Linked DNA regions of Hordeum vulgare: region 2 is linked to region 1. Evidence: chromatin contacts called from public Hi-C data. All regions are on one chromosome and are shown on one strand. The core of a region is the stretch at or near the end of the contact, and the rest is flanking DNA. Distances in the headings are between cores, read along the strand shown. Region 1 holds the start of LOC123410926 (putative transcription elongation factor SPT5 homolog 1). Region 2 holds the start of LOC123411346 (probable tyrosine-protein phosphatase DSP2).

Region 1 (5,949 bases), core at 184-2,683:
CCAAGAATACCGCATAAAAAGCATAAGTACGAAAATTTCTCATATTGTATATCATAAAAGATTCCCCCCTTGTTATGAGCCGACTCCAGCTGCACCCACTCCATGATTGGTTATTTGACAATTATCCATATCCTCACCCTAGCAATTCTCCATAAGCAAACCCTTCCACATCCACGCCCACCTTAATGACATCACCCATCAGGCACCAAGGCGGATACCGAAGATTGGAAGGAAGATTGATTACATGAGCCCAAATTTGCATCTTCTCAAACTTCTAGTCACATGGCTTCAAACAACAAGCCAAAACCTTTAGCACAACAACATGCTTTCCCACCATCGAGGGATCTTCTTAAAAAATTATATCGGGATCACGTTGCCCTTTAGTGATGGCCACAAACAACTTTTCTCCAACAGAGTTAAAGCAAAAACCCTTTGGATTACCCCACGTTGGGCGAAGGGCATCCATTATGGTATTGACATGAAGCACCCGCCGATGCAGAATTTCCCCCAGAAGCGCCCAAGATGGCACTTCATCCCTCTCTTGCAATACTCATCGTCGTCGATCACCAGCGTCGCGTTCTCCATCCAAGACAACCTCATCCCCTCCAGCTGCTTCTCCACAAACTCCTTCTTACCCGTCCTTGATCCCAAATAAGACATGACCGTCGATCTCTTGGAACCCCTAGAACCCAGTTGCCCCACGTGCTTCAAGGACGGACATGTACGCAAATGCCCATCTTAGTCACCCAGAGAGGAGCAAGTAGGACGTGGAAAGGATTCACGGGTGTTGTGAAGAGATCACTGTAGCAGGGAGCTTCTTTACGTCGCAGAGATGAAGATCACCTGCGCGCCGCCGAAGTCACTTGAAATCCTAAAACGTTTCGAGCCAGCGTAGTGGGTCGTTTAGGAAAGACACAATCTAATATGTCCACTAAACTCTCAAGATCCTACTTCGACGCTCCAAAAAGCTGCCTTAAATTGAGCACCCCAACAATTGCAGGCCATAGCCCATAGGACTGATCAAAAGTAGCATCAGGATCAGCCGCCATCTGAAAATAGCCGGAGAAATCTGATGCTCAAAGCAGCGTTCCCTGCCGCACATTCGTTATTCTAGCACGAGAGAGCAGATCGGCAAGGGCGCAACACCTTTGACCTGACTGTATCCAGCAGGTGACGCTGTATTTTTTTCAGTGAAAAAAAGCAGGTGACGTCGTCATACTCGGATTTGTCCGTCACAGAACGGAAAGGGATATATACACACGGAGACGGTACCCAGTTACGGTCCAACCAGTGGGCCACAGTGAAGCCAGCCATCCGAGATCCGACCGAGTCCCCGAATCGTACAGCTGATCCAACGGTCCACAGAGCGACCCGACGCAGCCCGCAGCCCGCAGCCAGCCCAGGCTACACCTCGCAACCGCCTAGGCGCACGGGCACGACTCGTCTGAGGAGACGAGTTTCCCCTTTCCCCTCGACGCCCCCCGCGAGCGCCCGAAAACCTAGCCGCCAAATCCACCCATGGCTCGCCGAGGCCGCGACGACGACGACGAGGAGGAGGAGGAGGAGGACGAGGAGGAGGCCTACGACCTCGACGACGAGGAGGAGGACGAGGGGGACGACTACGAGGAGGAGGCGCGGGGCCGGGGCAAGGGGGCCTCCCGCTCCCGCGCCCCCGCCGGCGGCGGCGGGGTGCGGAAGAGATCGCGCCAGGACAACTTCATCGACGACTCGGCCATCGAGGACGACGACGAGGACGAGGAGGACGACGGCGGGAGCCGCCCGAGGAAGAAGGGCGGCGGCGGCGTGCGCGGGTTCTTCGACGAGGAGGCGCAGGTCGACGAGGACGAGGAGGAGGAGGACGAAGGCGAAGGCGAGGATGGTGAGTTTTTCTTTTCGTTTGCGCTATCCGATTGCGGTCTCCATGCCATCCTTGTGTATTTCTGCCGGCCTTTGGTGAGATCTGAAACCGCTTGGCTTGATTTGCAGAACTAGGCTTGAGGTGTAAGTGTTTTTTATTCTATTTCGTCCTCTGGATGCGCGATTCTCGGTAACTGATGATGGTGGAAATATTAGGACATACTAGTAGTTATTGAATTTTGCCTAAGAGCTAGGTGTCAGCGGTTTTGATGCCATTCTATGTTTTTTTTGTTGTCTTAAATCGGAGCTTGTTATCGTTTAGTTGTCATGGCCTTAATGTTCAATGGTTGCAAACTGAGAATTATGGTGATTTAGCAGAACTCATATATCCCGGTCATTACTTCGTAGTACATGCTTGTTCAAGCTAAAACTGATTTGGTTGCTTCTGTTCTGGTCTGTTGAAGTGCTGATCTTCATTGGGAGGTGTCGGTTTTGGATGTCTTCTCTTTTACGATAATAATTTGAATCCTAATAGGACGACATTAACCCCCTTATTGATGCTATACTCTATGGTATGTTTGATCCTGAGCTTGGACTCGAGTCAAGTCGAGAGTTCTTTCAGGCATGGGAACTTTCTTGTTCGAAAGCAGATTTTGTTTATAGATCTCTGTTTCCTGTTTGTTCATTAAAATTATGCCTAAATTGTGCTCCCTATAGAGCCATAGACACACTGTTTCTGAATAAATCTATGCTATCAATCCTACATGGAACAGAGCTAATTGAAGATTATGTGGTATTAACAACTACGTACTAAGTTGTCGAGCAGACCATGCATATGACGTAAATGAACCACACTACTTCCTCTTCTAGTCTTGGGTAGTTAACTAAATTCGTGCAGTCTTCCGGATGCTAGACAAAATACCTTTGAATACAACTTGATCCGGTGCAGATAAAAATATACACATTAAGCTTGACATATCTTTTGCTACCATGGTGAAAATCAGTCAATTATTCATCTGTAAACTGCAGAACGGCTCAAAAGATTCATTGTTACGAGCAAGGGAAATAGCATGACATCATGCCCTGTATATCTGACTGGTGTAATTGTGGGCTGTAAGGTTTGTCCAATATAAACTACATCTCCTAAAAAAATCCGTCAGATTTTGGACTCCCCTGCTTTTATCTTGAACATTTGTGACCATAACATTTATGAAATACATCATGTGGAGCTTTAAGTACGGTAATCAATCATACTGTCATGGCTAAAATGATAAATGGATTGTGCAATTCTCCACAATTTGAAAGAGGTGTTGTAAAGGATAATCAGTATGGTGTCATTAAGGGATTCAATGTGCAAACACAATTTTTTAGATGTTCAATTTTATTCTTGAGCCGTCAGACTGAATTGGACGAATAAGAATATAAGATGGTCTGCATCAAACCCTAACTAGTACTTCGTATATTGGTATGGATATAGATAGATAATTTCTGAAGAATCACTTGATATAATCTGTTTTGCACTTGTCCTCATTGTACCCTCAAAATCTTCATGTGCTACAAAATACAATTCATAGTTTACTCAAAACCCTAAAATTGCCATTGAATGGGAGGAGCAAACTAAAAACTATTTCTAATGGATATCATGTGAGTTCTATAATCTTTTCAATCTATCTCCTGCATTTTGTATTACATATTTACATGCCAACGTGCTTCATGCTGGTAACCAGTGCTAATATCTGCAAATGACACGTCAGGTCATATCTTTGGCCTGCTGGTCCCACTAATTCATGACAGATCCGAGTCATAGCTCTCCTGTTCCAATTGGTCGTAAGAATCCATGAAGAACCATGCTTTGTCAATATGATGATGGGTTCCCAGTTCTAGTAGGTTAAGGAAAGCAATGGGTGAACATTAGCGGAACCATCTCGTATTATTGTAGCAGTTTTGTGATCTACTTCAGTACATCTGCCATGTATCTGCCACAGTGCCACTAGTGGCGTTGCATTTATGTAATAGAAATGACTGTACTAGAATATAAAATCTGTTGACCTACCTTCACTGTTGCTTGAGGATCAGAGGATCTGGATTGAACTACTTGATGAATTAGATGGTTATATTAAGGAAATAAGTCGGAGGCTAGTGTGTTGAGATATTGTGACGGCTATTACAGCCAATTCTGCTTTTAGTAGCATAGTAAGTGTTTTGTTAGTGTTACTAAGGAATTCAATACTATTCAGATGTGTACTGGACGGATGCCGAACTAGTTTCACAACAGTTATCATACTGATTTGCAGGAACAGAGGTAGGTTTCTAAATTCTAATGCACTGATCTCTGTTCATTGGCCCTTGTTCAGACTTCATCAATGATGCTGGAGCCGACATTCCTGATGAGGATGCCGGCAGGGGCTCCAGATCACGTCACTCTATCCCTATGAGAGATGAAGAAGAGGATATTGATGAGATTGAACGACAAGTACGAGAGAGATATGCAAGATCTACTCATATTGAGTATGGAGAGGAAGCTGCAGACGTTGAACAACAAGCTCTCTTGCCATCTGTGAAAGATCCAAAGCTTTGGATGGTGAAATGTGCGGTAGGGAAGCTGTAGCTTAATTGAATCGCTTGCCTTTTTTTCTTAGCACCGTCTGTGCTCTACTAATGTCACATTATGGTTTCAGATTGGGCATGAGAGGGAAACAGCAATCTGTCTAATGCAAAAGTTCATTGATAGGACAGATCTCCAGATAAAATCTGTTGTTGCGTTAGATCATCTAAAAAATTATATTTATGTTGAAGCGGAAAAGGAGGCCCATGTCAAGGAGGTATGCATACGCGTGACATTATATTTCTTTTGGTTGCACAACCCTACTAATTATTTATATGCAGGCTTGCAAAGGTCTACGAAATATCTATGCTTCGGCAAAAATAACGTTAGTCCCAATAAAAGAAATGGCAGATGTCCTCTATGTTGAGAGCAAGAATGTTGATCTTGCAAGGGATACTTGGGTCCGAATGAAGCTGGGAGTATATAAAGGTGACCTTGCTAAGGTACGATGACATCACTTCTCTTAGATATGTTTCTCCAGAAACTAAGATGATCGCTTTGCAGGTTGTTGATGTTGACAATGTACGGCAAAGGGTAACTGTGAAGCTCATCCCTAGAATAGATTTACAAGTTTTGGCTAGTAAACTGGTAAGTCACATATCTCTTTTTTTGTTTCTCTCTAAATCTAATTTGGCGTAACAATAGGTTGATCTGTGGTACAAGATGTTATTTAAGTTCTCCTTTTCATGTTTAACAGTAGAGTTTTTATGTTTAACAGTAGTGATCACATCATAAGTAGTATTTAAATTCTCCTTTTCATGTTATTTTCTTTTGTCCCCTCTTGTGCTTTTTCTGAAGGCAAAACATCTGTTCGCTGAGTCTTGAGTTATTACTTACCAGGGATTGCTCTTATTGTCATGACTACGATTTTGATTCCTTGTTTTGGATGGCGTGAATTTGATGGGTAATTTATAATTTCAGGAAGGGAGGGTGGTTGCAAAGAAGAAAACCTTTGTCCCAGCACCAAGATTTTTCAATATTGATGAAGCCAGGTCTTCTCCTCCTCTGTGATCAATTATTTTATGGTCTTCTTGTCATTGTTTGCTAACTTTCCCACAAATAGGGAAATGCACATACGTGTGGAGCGGAGGCGGGATAAAGACTCTGGGGAATACTTTGAGATGGTTGATGGTTTGATGTTCAAAGATGGTTTCTTGTATAAACCGGTCTCGATAAAATCAATCCACACACAGGGTATTCAGCCATCATTCGATGAATTGGAGAAGTTCAAGAAACCTGGCGATGACATGAATGGGGATATGTCAAATTTGAATACTTTGTTATCTAATAGGAAAAAGGGACACTTTATGAAGGGTGATGCTGTCATTGTTGTTAAAGGTGATCTAAAAAACTTAGAGGGGTGGGTTGAGAAAGTAGAGGACACAACTGTCCATATCAGGCCGAAAATATCCGATCTTCCGGTAATTGTTTGCACTTGTAGCTATCATTAACATTAGCCGTTTGATCTGGTGAATTATGCATCTCTT
Region 2 (6,873 bases), core at 3,728-6,227, 260 kb before region 1:
TTTGTGAAAACCATGATTTGTTTTGAAATTTTGAACATTTGTTTGACAATGCAAATAGTTTATCAAACTTTAGATTTTTTTAGTTTGTGATTTATTTTAAAACAAAATTCCAGAATTTTCCTGGAACTGTAAATACTTTTCAAATTTATAACATTTTTGAAAAGGAAAAGAAATATCTTTTACGTTGACTTTTGAACAATTTTTTATTCCGATTTCTTTTCTAAAAGCGATCATTTAAGAAATATTAAACATATTCCATTTTTTGTTTTTTTAAAGAAACAAAAAAGCTGAATGAAACAGACAAAATAAATGGAAGAGAAAATAGAAACCTGTGCGGTTTGGCGAAACGGCCCGGCCAGTGCGCACGATCCTGTTGTTTTGGTGACTGAGCGGTAAATAGGGTTTTCCTCTGTCCTTACCCTACAGTTTTTACACTAGTGAATTCAACTAGCATAGAAAGCAAGAAGGAAATTCATGTTACTTCACCCTAAAAAATCATGTTACTTCTTTATACGAGAAACTAGCGGGAGCATTGTCTATTGTATAGAGGGGAAAAAAACATCTACAAGTGTAATTATCTCACACTGAAACTTGTCAGACAGTGGTACAACATTAGTTATGTTATTTGCAAACCGAAGAGTCCACATTTTGTCTCACGAGGACCTGCCATGTCTTATTGCATGTTAGACGAATTACATTATCTCCTTGGGAGGTTGAAAATTTCCTCGTATCGATTGCAAATGAACAGCACCCCCGTGGAGTTGTGGTCTCAAATGTCGTACATATTACTCATCCGCCACTCAGACGCTCATTACTCATTAAGTTGTATGTGTGCCAATGCCAGCCCAATCAGTCAGATGCAATGCTAAAAGACTCTGATTAATTTAGATGCATTCATGCAAAGAAGAGCCAAGCTCTCTGCCTAGCAATGCTGCTCGAGTACAGAGCTTCAGTACCCGAAAACAATGGTGAATTCATCGCAAGAAAAAGAAAACCTCTTGCAATCCTACCCACAACTTTCTGGTTCTTAGGATCTGCAGGGACCTGAGCAGGGAAAAAATAGAGCTCTCAAGTTCTTCTTCAATCTTCTGTTTTGCAGAGGTCTCGTCGCTATCTCATGGATTCATTCTACGGGTTCCAAAAATTATTCACTGCTGAGTCGGTTCAGTGACCGCCGGAGGACAGGATGGAGATATACTAGGATCTGGGAGGACGGCGGGGGCGAGCGATCACTCGCCCTTTGGTTAACAATGTGAGGTGGTCAGGTGCTTCAAGCTCGCGACGTCGAACAGCTCCATGAATCTCAGGTCGGTGCTCCTCACTTTCGCAGCAGCGAAGCGCTGGTACTCGTCAAAGACCGATGAGAGGCACCATTTCTGCAACTTCCTCATGCAACCAACGACGCATCCAGTTCGGTGCTGCAGATACATAATAAGAAAGTATTTGCACGGTGAGCACAAAGTTATTGACTGAAGATAGCAGCTGCAGAGCGTAAAATCAGAACTAATTAAGCTTACCTTGCCTCTCTTGCAGTGAATAAGCAGAGGTTGATTTCTTACATCTGGAAGAAAGAAAGCCAAAGGAGTAAGAGAGATGAAATGTTGTGATGCAGGTGACTGAAATGGGAAGCATCTATAGAAGATGAAGTACCTAGGACAACTTTAAGTGCCTCCCGGATTTTCTCATCGGGTATCTCGACGAATGGTTCCTGCAGTAACAGCGTTTCAGGCATTGTCAGACAAAGCATCAGACTCTGGACACAAATGAGCGGACTTATCAAGACTTTGGAATTAAATTACACACACAATGAGCAGTTGTAACACGAAATGTGGTGTATAGAGTCACATAATATACTAAAGGTACCAAGGTTCAGTAATGTCTGAACCCCAAAAAATAGATGACCAATTTCTTGAAATCTGTCTGCTGGTTAGCTATTTATTAGTACCCCAGTTTTCTTTATTTCAGTGGTTTTAACAAATTGGATCCTATTATATTGGAGAGAGACCCAACTTGCTATGTCTGTCTATCAAGTGACATGATTTTCTTCATAAAAAAGAATTAGGATTTTGGTATAAGGTCAACCATCCATCAGGTATTAATTTTCAAGGTAGGACTACGAAACACATTTGAATGTCCCTGCTAACTAATAATTATAATTGCACAGAAGGTCAGATAATGACAACACTCATCGAAGAAACTACGACGCGCAGACCAATAGGAAGAACAAACCAGCTTTACAGCAACAAAATAACTGGTTCGCATAAATGTCAAATCAACTTAATTTTGCATTAGGTCATGGATGACCTGGAACCGGAAGTTCAAATACAAAAAGAGAAATAATTGGGGTAGTTGGATTTACTTGTCATTCATAGTATCAATCAAAAGCAAGATAATGTTTTTATAACATAAAAAAATATGATTTGTTTTCACCGCTTCACCAGTTCCCAAATAAAATGGGCTAGCGACAAGCATATTATTGGGTTCAGAATATCCAAAGAGAAATTGAACACTACAGTCACCACTTGGAATTTTTTTTGAGAACCTTTGCTGACAACTAATAACATAATTTCCATCAATGAACCGAGCAAATAATGATACCTAAACCTTCAGAAGTAAAAGTGTAGAACTCTACAAAATATTATTCGGCTAAAATATGTTTCCCTTGAAACATTCTTGCACATTTCTTTTAAAGAAGCACATAACTTGGCGTACCAACAATTTACTGCAACTCCTATTCATATAAATGGCATGAAATTCTTTTGAATGAAAATAAAATTATCACGTACAACAACCTGACATTTCATATTCAGGATAATCAGCATGAACACATGGAGAAGCAGCACCACATACGTTTAAGCTTGCATGCAGATATTTATATTCTACCAAGATCAGATGCAAAGCACTAGCGTGGTACATGGTCACATGAAAGCAGGGAACAGTTCAACATGCTAACAAAAACAATGAAGTTTCATCTAAAATATGTTTCCTAATGCTCAGATCTATCGTTGCTAGATCCCTGGCACAAACCATATGTGGTGATCTAATCAATCATCCAGCCGACGAATTGTATAGTGACTGAAACCTAGCATGATAAATCAGCAATCATTTGCCAGCAGGAAGAATCCAATGTACTGTCGTCCATGCTCAATTCCAGCTGCTAATCTTGGTGAACAGGGCAATTTACGGATCTCGAAAAACTGCGGCAGATCTAGGCCCCCAGTGTTATCCCCTCTCATCAAGAACAGAACAACACACAGGACAGCCCAATGTGTGGATGCACGTTGCCTCTATCATTGTGTACCATACTAACATGCCCCCAGTTATTTATTTTTCTTTCTTATTACTTGTGAAAAAAAATTGGATTTTCTTAGGCACCATCTGCATAGTGAAAGACCACAACTTGTGATTCTACCCTCTACAGTGCGTAAGCTTTTTATACATTTCGTCCAACTTGACTCAGACAGCTAAATCAGTCCAATGTAAACTTAACACACGAGCCATTGTGGATTAGGTTGCCAAACAGAGCACATGAAACTTGTGGTGCTTCATGCATCAACCATCAATTTTAATTCACAAAATTGGGCTTAGCCTGTTGGGACCATTAAAGCTGCTTAAAACAACCTAAAGAGCATATGGTGTGAATAGGAGTTACAGACAGGTCCCATGAGCTGCTCACACTGAAGCACAAACAAGAAGAATCATGTACCAAATAAATTGCGACGTTTTTGCAAGGAAAAAACCAAAAAACAACTAGTCCTTGAATTGCCTACTTTGCAGAAACAGTGAAACCACCACTGAAACAAGAAACAGAAAAGAAGAAACGAAAAGAAAAACTAAGGAAAAAATGAAAGGGGATAATGGAGATGCTTTGGGAACTATGCACACTCACTACCAGCCTTGTTATCACAGGAGCAAACCAATTAGCAGAAACCATTGGGAATATTAGGAAAATTATTGTTTAAAATGAGCAGCACAGCTGGGTCGATTAATCAAGCCAATGCTGAAAGGGACCACGGCCGATGTGGCGTAAAACTTGAAAAATCCCCAGATAGTACCAGTGGTAGGAGAAAGGAGATAGATGCGCCTATTAGGCAAGCCAGTTGACAGCAAATAAAATCCAGCCAGGGATGCATTGGATTCTCCCCCGAGCCACCTAGGCGAGCAGTACTAATTAATCTAGGATGCGTACGTAATAGCGACATGATCAACGACCTCGGTTCTTGGCGAGCAATTCTCGTATCTTCCGGAAAGTAATCATGGTTATCCTATTCTTATCTATAAGCTAGCTGCGATCCTACCTTCTCCAAGAATTGGCATCAAGAGAAACAACGTATAGAGAAGAGAATTTCATAAAGGGAAAGCAAAGCAAGCCGGATTGTTCGTCTTTGGTTACCTTGCGGCCCTCGATTCCGAACTGGTGGAGCTTGATCCCGTTCTTGTCGAGGAACTCCGTGTTGGTCTCCGGGTACGGCTCCGGGCAGAGGTACCTGCGCGAGCGAGGAGGCGGCGGACGTACGTCAGAAACAGAAACCGCAGGGCACGAGCAGCGCGAAAACAATTGCAGGCATGCGGACGGAGCGGGGAGATCCTCACACGATGGAGCGGAGGTTGAGGGACTTGAGGAAGCGGAAGTTGGCGGCGGCCGGGAAGCCGGAGCGGTAGATGCCGTCGTCGACCATGGCGAAGTTGAGCGGCGGGACGAGCGTGGACTCGTCGCCGCAGGCCCCCGCCGCCAGCAGCGGCGGGGGCATGGGGAAGATCTTGGGCGGCTTCTCGTGCTTCCACAGCTCCAGGCCGCTCATCTCCATGGCCTCCTCCCGCTGCCCCGCCTCCAGGGCCCTCTGCTTGGGCATGATTTCCAGCTTCATGATGGCTCCCGGGCGCACGGGGGCGGGGGCGGGGGCACAACCGTCAAATCCCAACGAGATGGGTGTGCTTTGTGTGCGTGATGGCTTGAGCGGTGTGGGTGTAATGGCCTAACTGGAAGCAAGAGGTTATTTATAGGACAAGATGATGATGAAGGAAGGAAGGGAGGGAAACTCCAAAAGGTTGCAAGATGGGGGAAAAGGTGGGTAATTGGAGGAAGGGAACTCCAAGAAAAAAAGCTTGATGATGAGGAAAGGTGAAATTTTGGGATAAGGAGGTGATTTAATGTGTGTTATGACATCTAGAGTGTCTAGCATAATTGGTTTCCATCATTGTTCATGTGTGATGTAGTTTAATCCCGTCAAACTGAATCCTGATGATTTAATCTTGAGAAGGAGTGCGGTGGTTCAACAGATTATCCCCAAGGTTTTACAAAAGTACATCAGGATTTTATTTTTTTGAAAAACTTTAGTCTATTCATTTTTATTTACGATAGTTCAACGAACGCATAAATAAGAAAAATTACTTTCATATCCGTAGGCCATCTATCGACGACTACAAGCGATGACAAAACTTGCTGCAACTGCTTCCTCGTCGAAGTCTGACAAAACTTGTTGCAATAGATAATTGGAAAGTCGTTGTGTTAAGGTCACATAGGACCAACACAAGAGAACAACAACCGCCGATGATGAGAAGGCATGTAAATCAGAAGGATTCAACCTGAAGGCACATGAATGTAGACGAACGAAGATCGAATCTGAGCAAATCTACCGAAGACAACCGTCGATTGAGTCCAGCAAATTGTTTGAGGATTAACACAACGTTGAAATCATCTTACCGAGGAGACACTATAAGTGTAAATTTGTTTTTCCTTCACAGCGTGGGCGCAACTCTCATCCTATCCATTTGATGCTCAATAGTAGGGACGGTGATATAGGCCGATCATTGATGTTAACGTATGTTATTGCCACTCCAGCTGCGTGTACTACAGGCTTGTCAAGATGTCAACACTTTTCAATGCACATCACTGTCCATCTATAGCAAAATGTAAGTAAGATCCACCTACATGTCGAGTCATACTAGAGATGCGATTAGAGACTGTATAAGAAGAAAGAAATGTACGACTTGTCAACATTATTACTCCCTTCGTCCAAGTGTATAGGGCATGCACGTAGTTCTAGATCGTTAATTTAACTACTTAAATATGTATTATATGTAATAAATAATATATCATTAGATTCATGCGGGGATGTAGTTTATAAATATGTAATTTGTATCGCATATAATATATATTTAGTTAGTTAAATTGATAACCTAGAACTACGTGCATGCCCTATACACTTGGACGAAGGTAGTACCATTCTTGCTTTGGTTCGTGCTTCACAATTTATGTTCCACTTTTTGCGATGAAGCCAACATAACATACAAAATTTACGATAAAACCGTGTGTCATGTACTCTTGCATCATTATACATTAGCTTGGACATTCTGCTTTCTTGACGGAAAAAAATTGCGGATATATTCGTTGAAAACTTGCCACATTTCTTTTTCAATTCAGAGCCACATCATGGAACAGTGACATAATAATTAGAGCTATCATGTGAAGATAGTGCGATGAAGTGTCGGTGAAATAGTGGACGATGGTGTGGAGTGGAAAAGACAAAAATGTTGGAAGACATGAGGTGTTGATGTAATCTCTCACTGTCTAATGTGTTGATGTAACCAATAGCAGGATGGAGAGGTATTTTGTTCTACTGCTATCAGTTGTTGGAATTTGTTACCCTAAATTTGCAGATCATTTATCAATCCTAAATTGCAATAGAAAAATAAATGTGAAAGTGGTTAGGATAATTTTCAACCAAAACCGTCTTCGAACCCGGTTTTAAAGGATATGTTAACAAGATTTTTGACAGCTAAATATCATAGGATATGATTCAAAAGGATAATGCTCATATACCATATCATATCATATTCCATAGGCAAGCTTTGGATAATCACATGTTTGAT

Evidence for each region. A called contact is a pair of places that touch in the nucleus more often than the background predicts.
Region 2: a Hi-C map of leaf shows a contact between it and region 1, with 5 times the contacts expected there. The contact joins the promoter of LOC123411346 here to the promoter of LOC123410926 in region 1. A contact is called at or near these places in 3 of 6 Hi-C or Micro-C datasets (leaf and seedling).

Annotation. Positions count from the first base shown.
Region 1 is chr7H:74,924,970-74,930,918 of MorexV3_pseudomolecules_assembly, reverse strand. It overlaps LOC123410926 (putative transcription elongation factor SPT5 homolog 1), which reads left to right and starts at 1,433. Exons shown (of 22, transcript XM_045103850.1): 1 at 1,433-1,879; 2 at 4,212-4,450; 3 at 4,536-4,679; 4 at 4,744-4,905; 5 at 4,967-5,050; 6 at 5,384-5,454; 7 at 5,526-5,883. The coding sequence starts at 1,519.
Region 2 is chr7H:75,182,627-75,189,499 of MorexV3_pseudomolecules_assembly, reverse strand. It overlaps LOC123411346 (probable tyrosine-protein phosphatase DSP2), which reads right to left and starts at 4,977. Exons shown (of 5, transcript XM_045104276.1): 1 at 4,594-4,977; 2 at 4,394-4,487; 3 at 1,651-1,708; 4 at 1,518-1,561; 5 at 875-1,418. The coding sequence starts at 4,868. The coding sequence ends at 1,245.